Regions from separate parts of the Mus musculus genome. Here region 1 is linked to region 2. A link is a contact called in public Hi-C data. All regions are on one chromosome and are shown on one strand. The core of a region is the stretch at or near the end of the contact, and the rest is flanking DNA. Distances in the headings are between cores, read along the strand shown. Region 1 overlaps Mpdz (multiple PDZ domain crumbs cell polarity complex component). Region 2 has its middle 62 kb from the start of Lurap1l.

What was found. A called contact is a pair of places that touch in the nucleus more often than the background predicts.
Region 1: a contact with region 2 is called in a Hi-C map of embryonic fibroblasts, with 2.6 times the contacts expected there. The contact joins two enhancer-like sites. A contact is called at or near these places in 1 of 484 Hi-C or Micro-C datasets (embryonic fibroblasts) and 1 of 9 other capture datasets (adipose tissue).

Annotation. Positions count from the first base shown.
Region 1 is chr4:81,300,397-81,303,889 of GRCm38.p6, reverse strand. It overlaps Mpdz (multiple PDZ domain crumbs cell polarity complex component), which reads left to right. Exons shown (of 47, transcript NM_010820.3): 32 at 217-297. Among named protein-coding and RNA genes, the nearest start is that of Gm25803, 36 kb to the left of the region's middle. Within about 2 kb of position 1,634, at least 13 of the 459 cell types and tissues checked have an H3K27ac peak or open chromatin away from gene starts, as enhancers often do. A contact at or near this core is called in embryonic fibroblasts, where this site is marked.
Region 2 is chr4:80,970,421-80,974,171 of GRCm38.p6, reverse strand. No RefSeq gene overlaps it. Among named protein-coding and RNA genes, the nearest start is that of Lurap1l, 62 kb to the right of the region's middle. Within about 2 kb of position 2,116, at least 45 of the 459 cell types and tissues checked have an H3K27ac peak or open chromatin away from gene starts, as enhancers often do. A contact at or near this core is called in embryonic fibroblasts, where this site is marked.

The DNA of each region.
Region 1 (3,493 bases), core at 385-2,884, 330 kb before region 2:
CAGGCAAATATCCAACCACCGGAGTGTGTGATGTTCCAAACACAACGGCTGTCCAGTCACACCTCCCAAGGATTTTAATATAAAACACACTATGATAACTATGATTAGATATTAAGATACAAGTAATATATAACATGAAATCATTCTGATGAAGCGGCACTTATATTTGAAACAAAACTTGCTAACAGTCACCTTTTGGATGTTTTTCTTTGTCAGGTGGAACCATGCAGTACTACATCTGCTTCCGCTGCGGACCTCAGCTCACTTACAGATGTGTACCAGCTGGAGCTTCCTAAGGTACATCTGGGAGTTAAATGATTAAATGCCCTCCCACACTGGTTCCGTTCACTGGCTCCCTGGAACATAGACTCCAGAGAGCGACATCCGCACCATCTGGGGTCTCCTTAGAAATGCGGGTGCTGGGACCTACCCCGAGCTTCCTGTGAGTGAGAGGCTCTAGGCATGGGCCTGGAAGTCTGCTTTCATAAGCCACCTTGATTGTACTGCACACTAACGCCTGAGGACTCCTGAGCTAGTCATCCCTTTCCTGTGATCCGCCTTTTCCTGATTTTAGGGTTATTCAAAGATATGAAATGTGTCATCCCTCTTTGATTCATTTGCTGAGATGCTGGTCAGTGGATTCTAAAATGAAGACGCAAGTAGAAGATCACTGCTGATTATAAAACTGAAATAACTGGAGGTTCAGATGTTAGGTTCCTGCTCAGTGAGGTCTGACTTTCAGGTTCAATGCTGCTGACTGCAATGGTTTGCTGAAAAGGAGGGTTTTCACCTTCCACAGCTCATACTGAGAAGCGGGTGAGCATGCGGGTCTGAAGGAATCAGGGAAGAGCTCAGGCACAGGCAGTGACGGAAGGAGGAGAAGGCAAAAGGCTGTTCTCAGGAAAGGCTGCTAATGTGGATGGTTGGAGTGGCCCATTTCCTCCTGCCATGAGGCACCGAGGCCTGGTCCTCTGAGCCTGGGACATTCTGTCTGGGCAGAGCCTAAGCTTCATCAGAAAGGAGCTTTAGTGCATAAATTTCCTCAATAATAAAGTGTTAGTCAATAATAAAGATTAAATGAATTATACAATATCATAATTCCTAGCACACAGCCAGACTATTGGAAAAATACCATGACTGTATTGATTTAGTTTCTTTATCCTTTTCTTTCTTTCTTTCTTTCTTTCTTTCTTTCTTTCTTTCTTTCTTTCTTTCTTTCTTTCTTTCTTTCTTTCTTTCTTTCTTCCTCCCTCCCTCCCTTTCTCTCTTTCTCTCTCTCTTCCTTTCCTTTCCTTTGTTTCCTTTCCTTTCCTTTCCTTTCCTTTCCTTTCCTTTCCTTTCCTTTCCTTTCCTTTCCTTTCCTTCCCTTTCTCTTTTTCTAACAAAACAGACCTGTACAAAGATGGACTGCCTCAGCCTTTTTAATATATACTATTACATTTTTGAGAATGTCGTCTGTGTACACCGTGTATCAAAACACTTTCCCCCAACTTCTCTGAGGGCCTCTGGCTACCCTCTAGGCACTCCCAACTTCTTGTCCTGGCCTCCCTCTCCCAATTTGTGCTATACATATACTCCTGGGTGTGGGAGCATAGTTGACCTACCAGGGACAACATTCTTAAGCCATCACACTTGATGAGTCGCCACCACCACCCATGCAGGAATGCTTGGTCTTATGCAGATAGCATTGGCTGCTATGAGGCCTTATCATGGGTAGAAAAAGAAAGTTTTACTATGAACTGTTTTGCTTTAGATAGAGCAAACAGAATAGAAGTCATTAAAAGCTTTTCCTTCCTGCCAAAACTGTCCATATATTTTAATTAGAATCCCTCCTGTTGTCATGTCAGAGTGATTATGTCCTCTGCTTCTGTCCAAATTTCAGGCCTTAGTTTGTTTTAAATTTGTAAATGTCAAAGCCACTGTTTAATAATGCAATTATCTACCTATACCTTAATTATAGTTAGCTAGAAAGCACTTAAATGTATGCTGAAAATTTGGTATAAATTTTTTTTTCAGTTTTATATTTATTTTTTCAGTTTATATTTATCTGGAGAAAAGTTGAAAATATGATAAATGTCCCTCATGCCCTTTTATAGCAATTCAAATAGATTTCCTCATGCTTAGTGTATGCTGGAATACACAAGTGCCAGAGAAGGCTAGAAAATGAGCACGATAGTTGAGAGGCAGGAAGCACTACCACAGCCAAGAGCACAGACGGAAGGACAGGCAGACCGCCCGGAGCAGAGCCCTGGACTTACCCTTCCTAGCCACAACGGTTACCTAGGACAGATAACTGCATCAGCTCATGGCGTTTGTATTCATTATCCTGACAAAAGAAACTTGAGGAAAAATGGGTTGATTTTGGCTCACAATTCAAGGGTACATTCTGTCATCACAGGTGAATCATGGCAGCAGGAGTTTGAGGAAATAGATGTCCACATTGCATCTGTAGTTAGGAAGCATAGAATGCTTAGTTTTGTTTCTCCTTTCCATTCAGCCTAGAACACCTACTTAAGGCGGTTATTCTCACTTCTATTAACCATATATATATATATATGTGTGTGTGTGTGTGTGTGTGTGTCCCTAACAGGTATGCAATGCATACTGGATAGCCTCATCTAGGTATGTCTAAGAGGAATGTCTTGAGGCTGTCTCCAAGGTGATTCTAGATCCTGTCAAATTTACAATCAATATTAATATTAGGAATTTGGGCTGTGGTGTGATGAATCTGACCAAAAAAAAAATTTTTTTTTTGAGAGGATTGTAGCATTTTGGAGTTGTGGATTTGAAAATCTGGGGAACTCACTGGGGAGATATATTCTCAGGGACATCATACAGATGTGTGATGTGGCCAGTGGTGGCCAAGGATACATCTGCAGCTGTGAGACAAACTTGGTAGTGTGTGATACTCACCCATATGTCCCTCTTTTTTTCATGGCCTAAAGTCTACAGGATTAAAATGGTCACGAATAGCAGCCAAGGCTTGGCATTGAGAGAGGCCAGGACGGCCATTGGTGAAGGTGCAGCCTTAGCTTCAGTGGAGATGCTCAAGATCGAAGAGGATATGGGAAGAGCTGAGGCTGGGCACCGTAGGCTCTAATGGCCACTGGTGAAAGTGTCCTCCGTTGTAGTGGTGCTCTCAGCATTAAAGGGGCTGTGGAGAGAAGCTGAGGCTAGCCACCATGAAGCAGAGGCAGAGTCCCTGAGGAGACAACAGAATAGGCTCTTTTGACATTGACGCCTCAGTTGTGGTGGACATGCCTGGATTGAAGGGTTTATGGAGAGGAGCTGAAGCTTGCCGCCAGGCAAGGCCAGTACTGAACATACAGCCTTAGCTGCAGTGGAAATCCCAGGAAATGGGGATTACCTGGACTATGGGATAACTACCAAAGAGTAGGAGGTGTGCAGTGGAGTGGAGTGGGCTGAGCAGAGGAGATGAGCTGCATGTGTGATGCACAAGAAAGCTAGAGAGGTGGAGCTTTCGGAGTCCAGA
Region 2 (3,751 bases), core at 867-3,366:
AGAAGACAGATCAATGATGTTGTCTCTTTGAGAGCTGAAGGCCTGAAAGCTGCCTAAGGAGTTTTTGGCATGAGCCCATCAGAAGTTGGTGAGTCAGATATCCCACAGGAGCAGGGGCAGCATCAGATACACTAAAAAGAATGGACCTTGCATTGGGTTGGTTACCTTTCTCTTCTTTCTACTTTTGTTCCACACACACTTTACTATTGGGTGGTACCTGCCATTTGTATGATTGGTAATTTCCCTGGGATGTTCTTGATGTCCATCCTCTCACAGACACATCTAGAACTGTGGTTTACTAATGCTATAGACATAATTTACTTGGATCAAGCTGACAGTCAAGATTAACTATTCCAACTTCCATTAGTCTACAAGGCTTTTCATTGTCTTTACCAGCCAGACTCTTGAATTATATTTCCTATCACTTATATTTTAGGCGGCCTGTATGCTTGAGAGTCAGAGAAACTTTTAGCTGCTCAGTCAATTGCTAGACTACTCAAAGAAAGAATGGCCAATGAAGCCTGAAAAATGTCTAAGGAGTCTCTGCTATGAGCCCATCAGAAGATGATAAAGCTAGTGTAAGATATATTATCATGGTCAAATTCACTGTGATGTAACTCTATCACATTTCCTGATAACATAAGAATGAATGCCCACCAACAATTTAGAGACACACAAAAGTCACCTCAGGAGCCATGTCTTCACTAAACAACATTTCTAATATTAGTTTTTAAATCAATACATATTATTTCGTTTATGTTTGATTATTATATATTCATGGCATGTGGTTCTATATTTCATAGGGACATTTTCATTCATGTATATATTTAGTTATCTCTTTAGTATGGTGCTGTAGTTCCCTCTATTTGACATTAATACAATGCATATGGTATAATTTTCATATTAAATTTAATGATCTCTATTTTCACTCTGTCTTATTATTTCATAGTAGACTGAAGAAAACCTGGTATCTCAGTGTTTAAAATTATGAAGCTATTAAGTAGCAAAATCACCAGACATGATATATTCAGATGTGTAGGTCTATCTCACTATTGAGGAATTATTCCAAATAATGTAAAAGTTATGAGCCTTACTCCAAATTCTATTTCCTAAAGTTTAAGCAGAGTCTTTAAAATCTACTAATTAAAGATTCATTTATTTTATATGTGTGAGTACACTGTCACTATCTTCAGACATACCAGAAGAGAGCTTCAGATCAGATCCCATTATAGATGGTTGTGAGCCACTATGTGGTTGCTAAGAATTGAACTCAAGACCTCTTCAAGAGAAGCCAGTGCTTAACCACCAAGCAATCTCTCCAGCCTTCAAACTCCATTAAAAATAAAAAGCTATAAAATCTAATTTTCTTCAAGTTCAGGAGGTGGGAGTAGGGGGGACCTTCTAGAACATACCAGAGACCTGGGAGATAAGAGATTCTCAGGTCTCAAAGGGAGGGATCTTAAATGAAATGCCCAGCTGTAGGGAGAGAGAACTTGTAGAGTCCATTTCCAGTAGAAAGACAGGTCATCAAGTAGAGGAACAGTGTTACCATCTGTCTTCAGGTTTTACTGCTGTGAACAGACACCATGACCAAGGCAAGTCTTATAAAGAACAACATTTAATTGAGGCTAATTTAAAAGTTCTGAGGTTCAGTCCAGCCAGTATCATCAAGGCGGGAACATGGCAGAATCCACCTCACCCTTGAGAGACATGAGGCCCCGGGAATTGGGAAGACCTGGTGGGGTGGGGAGGGATTAGAGGGCTGAGGACATCCTCTTGGAGACAGGGGAAAAGGATGGGATGAGAAACTGTTGGAGGGTGGACTGGGAGAGGGAAAACAACTGGACCATAAAAAAAAAATAAAGATTTAAAAAAAAAATCTACTAAATCTAACTAAACAGTATAGATTGAATCTGAACTTTCTTTGTACCTTTTCTAAACATAGGTTCTTCTATTAAGTTTTTCCAATGGAAAAGCACAATTTTATTCAGCCAGATTAAAATCAATCTTGGTGCATGATCTTTGAGGAAGTTCTAAATCTGGCTCATTCCATTCTAGTGAATCAACTTAAACACAATGTACTTGAGAACAGGGATGAGCCAGCACATTTTGGCTTTTATTCCCTTTGAGTCATGCTGTGTATAACAAAGGCCACAAGCTTTCTGCACAGATCCTTGCCCCTCTCTTGGACACAAATGGAGAGTAAGATGCAGATTCCAAACGTCTGTGGTTTTCTTCCTTACCTGTACCTGGTACTGAGATGAATAACAGCATTTGTGTTCTGACATTCACATGACCAGAAGAAGAAGAGATTGCAACATTGAAGGAAATTATGCTTTTCTCCCTCTTTGATTTAAACTTTGAGTGAAGCATGTTGGCTAAAATAGTTTTGGAGCTTGAGAGTTGATTTCAAGGTTAAGAGAACTTGTGCTACATTTATGCAAAAGCACTCCTCTTGTTCCTAAGATGTATCACTCCCTGCATACTGTTATGACAAACGGACATCTACAGGACAAAAAAAAATAATATCTTTTGATTCTAGAAGATGGGAAGTTAAAGAATAATGTTCACAGAGGTTAGGTGTTTCCTTGCTCCTAGATAAAGATCTTTCATAATAATCTCACTCTATTACAGAATCAAAAGAGCTATGGCTTCCTGATGCACTGTCCAATCAACTTACCTCTAAGTATCTTCCTGTGGAGTATATTGCAACATATTAATGTGAGAAGAAAACAATCTTGAGCATGTGGCTGTAATGGAAAACCTCCTCAACTTTATTGTCTTGACTCATGGTAGCAAGGAGCACAGCTAAGAAATCATAATGAAAAAGGAGTCCAGGAAGCAAGAGAGGTAAGAGCAAAATATCAGATAGGAGTATAAATTCTGCACAGACTGCTAGCTGGTTGTTGCATGAAGATTTGTTCCAAGATAAACAGTGCTCTCAGCTCCCTCTTGGCTTCCCTTTTGTTTTACCTGCCTTTAGCTCTGGGAGGTAACTGTACTACCAGTCCTCTCTCAACTTCCCCCAATCCATGGATAAAACATATAAACACAGTTTGTTCTTTTATAACTTGCCTTCTTGGCACAATTGCTGGGCACTGGTATTTCCCACCTGGAAAAGCTTGCCCTTATCAATTTATTATCTCTGTCTCTGCACCAGCCCTAAACTTCAGTGGGTAGTCCCATCTAACACCTGTCAAACATACTCAGTCCCAACCTATAGTTGTGGCCACAGGTCCCAAATCTCCCCACCCCCAGGGACCTCACGTGGTTGCTGTGTTCGTCTCCCTCTAAAGCATGGCAGAAACTCCTCTCTCCTTCTTTTTGTCTGCCTTTTCCTCCTGGGACCCAGAAGTCCTGTCTGTACCTTTTGCACAGCAATCAGCCCCCAGCTTTCTTTACTGACAAATCAAGAACCAGTGGGGACCAGGTCCTTAGCATCATAACTGTTCCCTACACCTCACCTTGTCTGTCACATTTTCAAAATCAAAATCTTCTCCCAGACATAAATTGAACAAAACCCTAACAACCATGTAAATTACACAGTATTACAAATGACATCCAGTCCATCATATTTGTCAACTAGGTAAAGTGCTCTACCATCATTCCTAACTGAAAGAGTTATGATTCTATCCCTAGATTATGTTTAGATTTTAGCCTGTAATGCCACCTGAAAATCATGTCGTCTACTCTACAAACTCTTTCTTTCAATGTTAAACAACTCAAGTTTGATTATAAACTAAAACTAGTT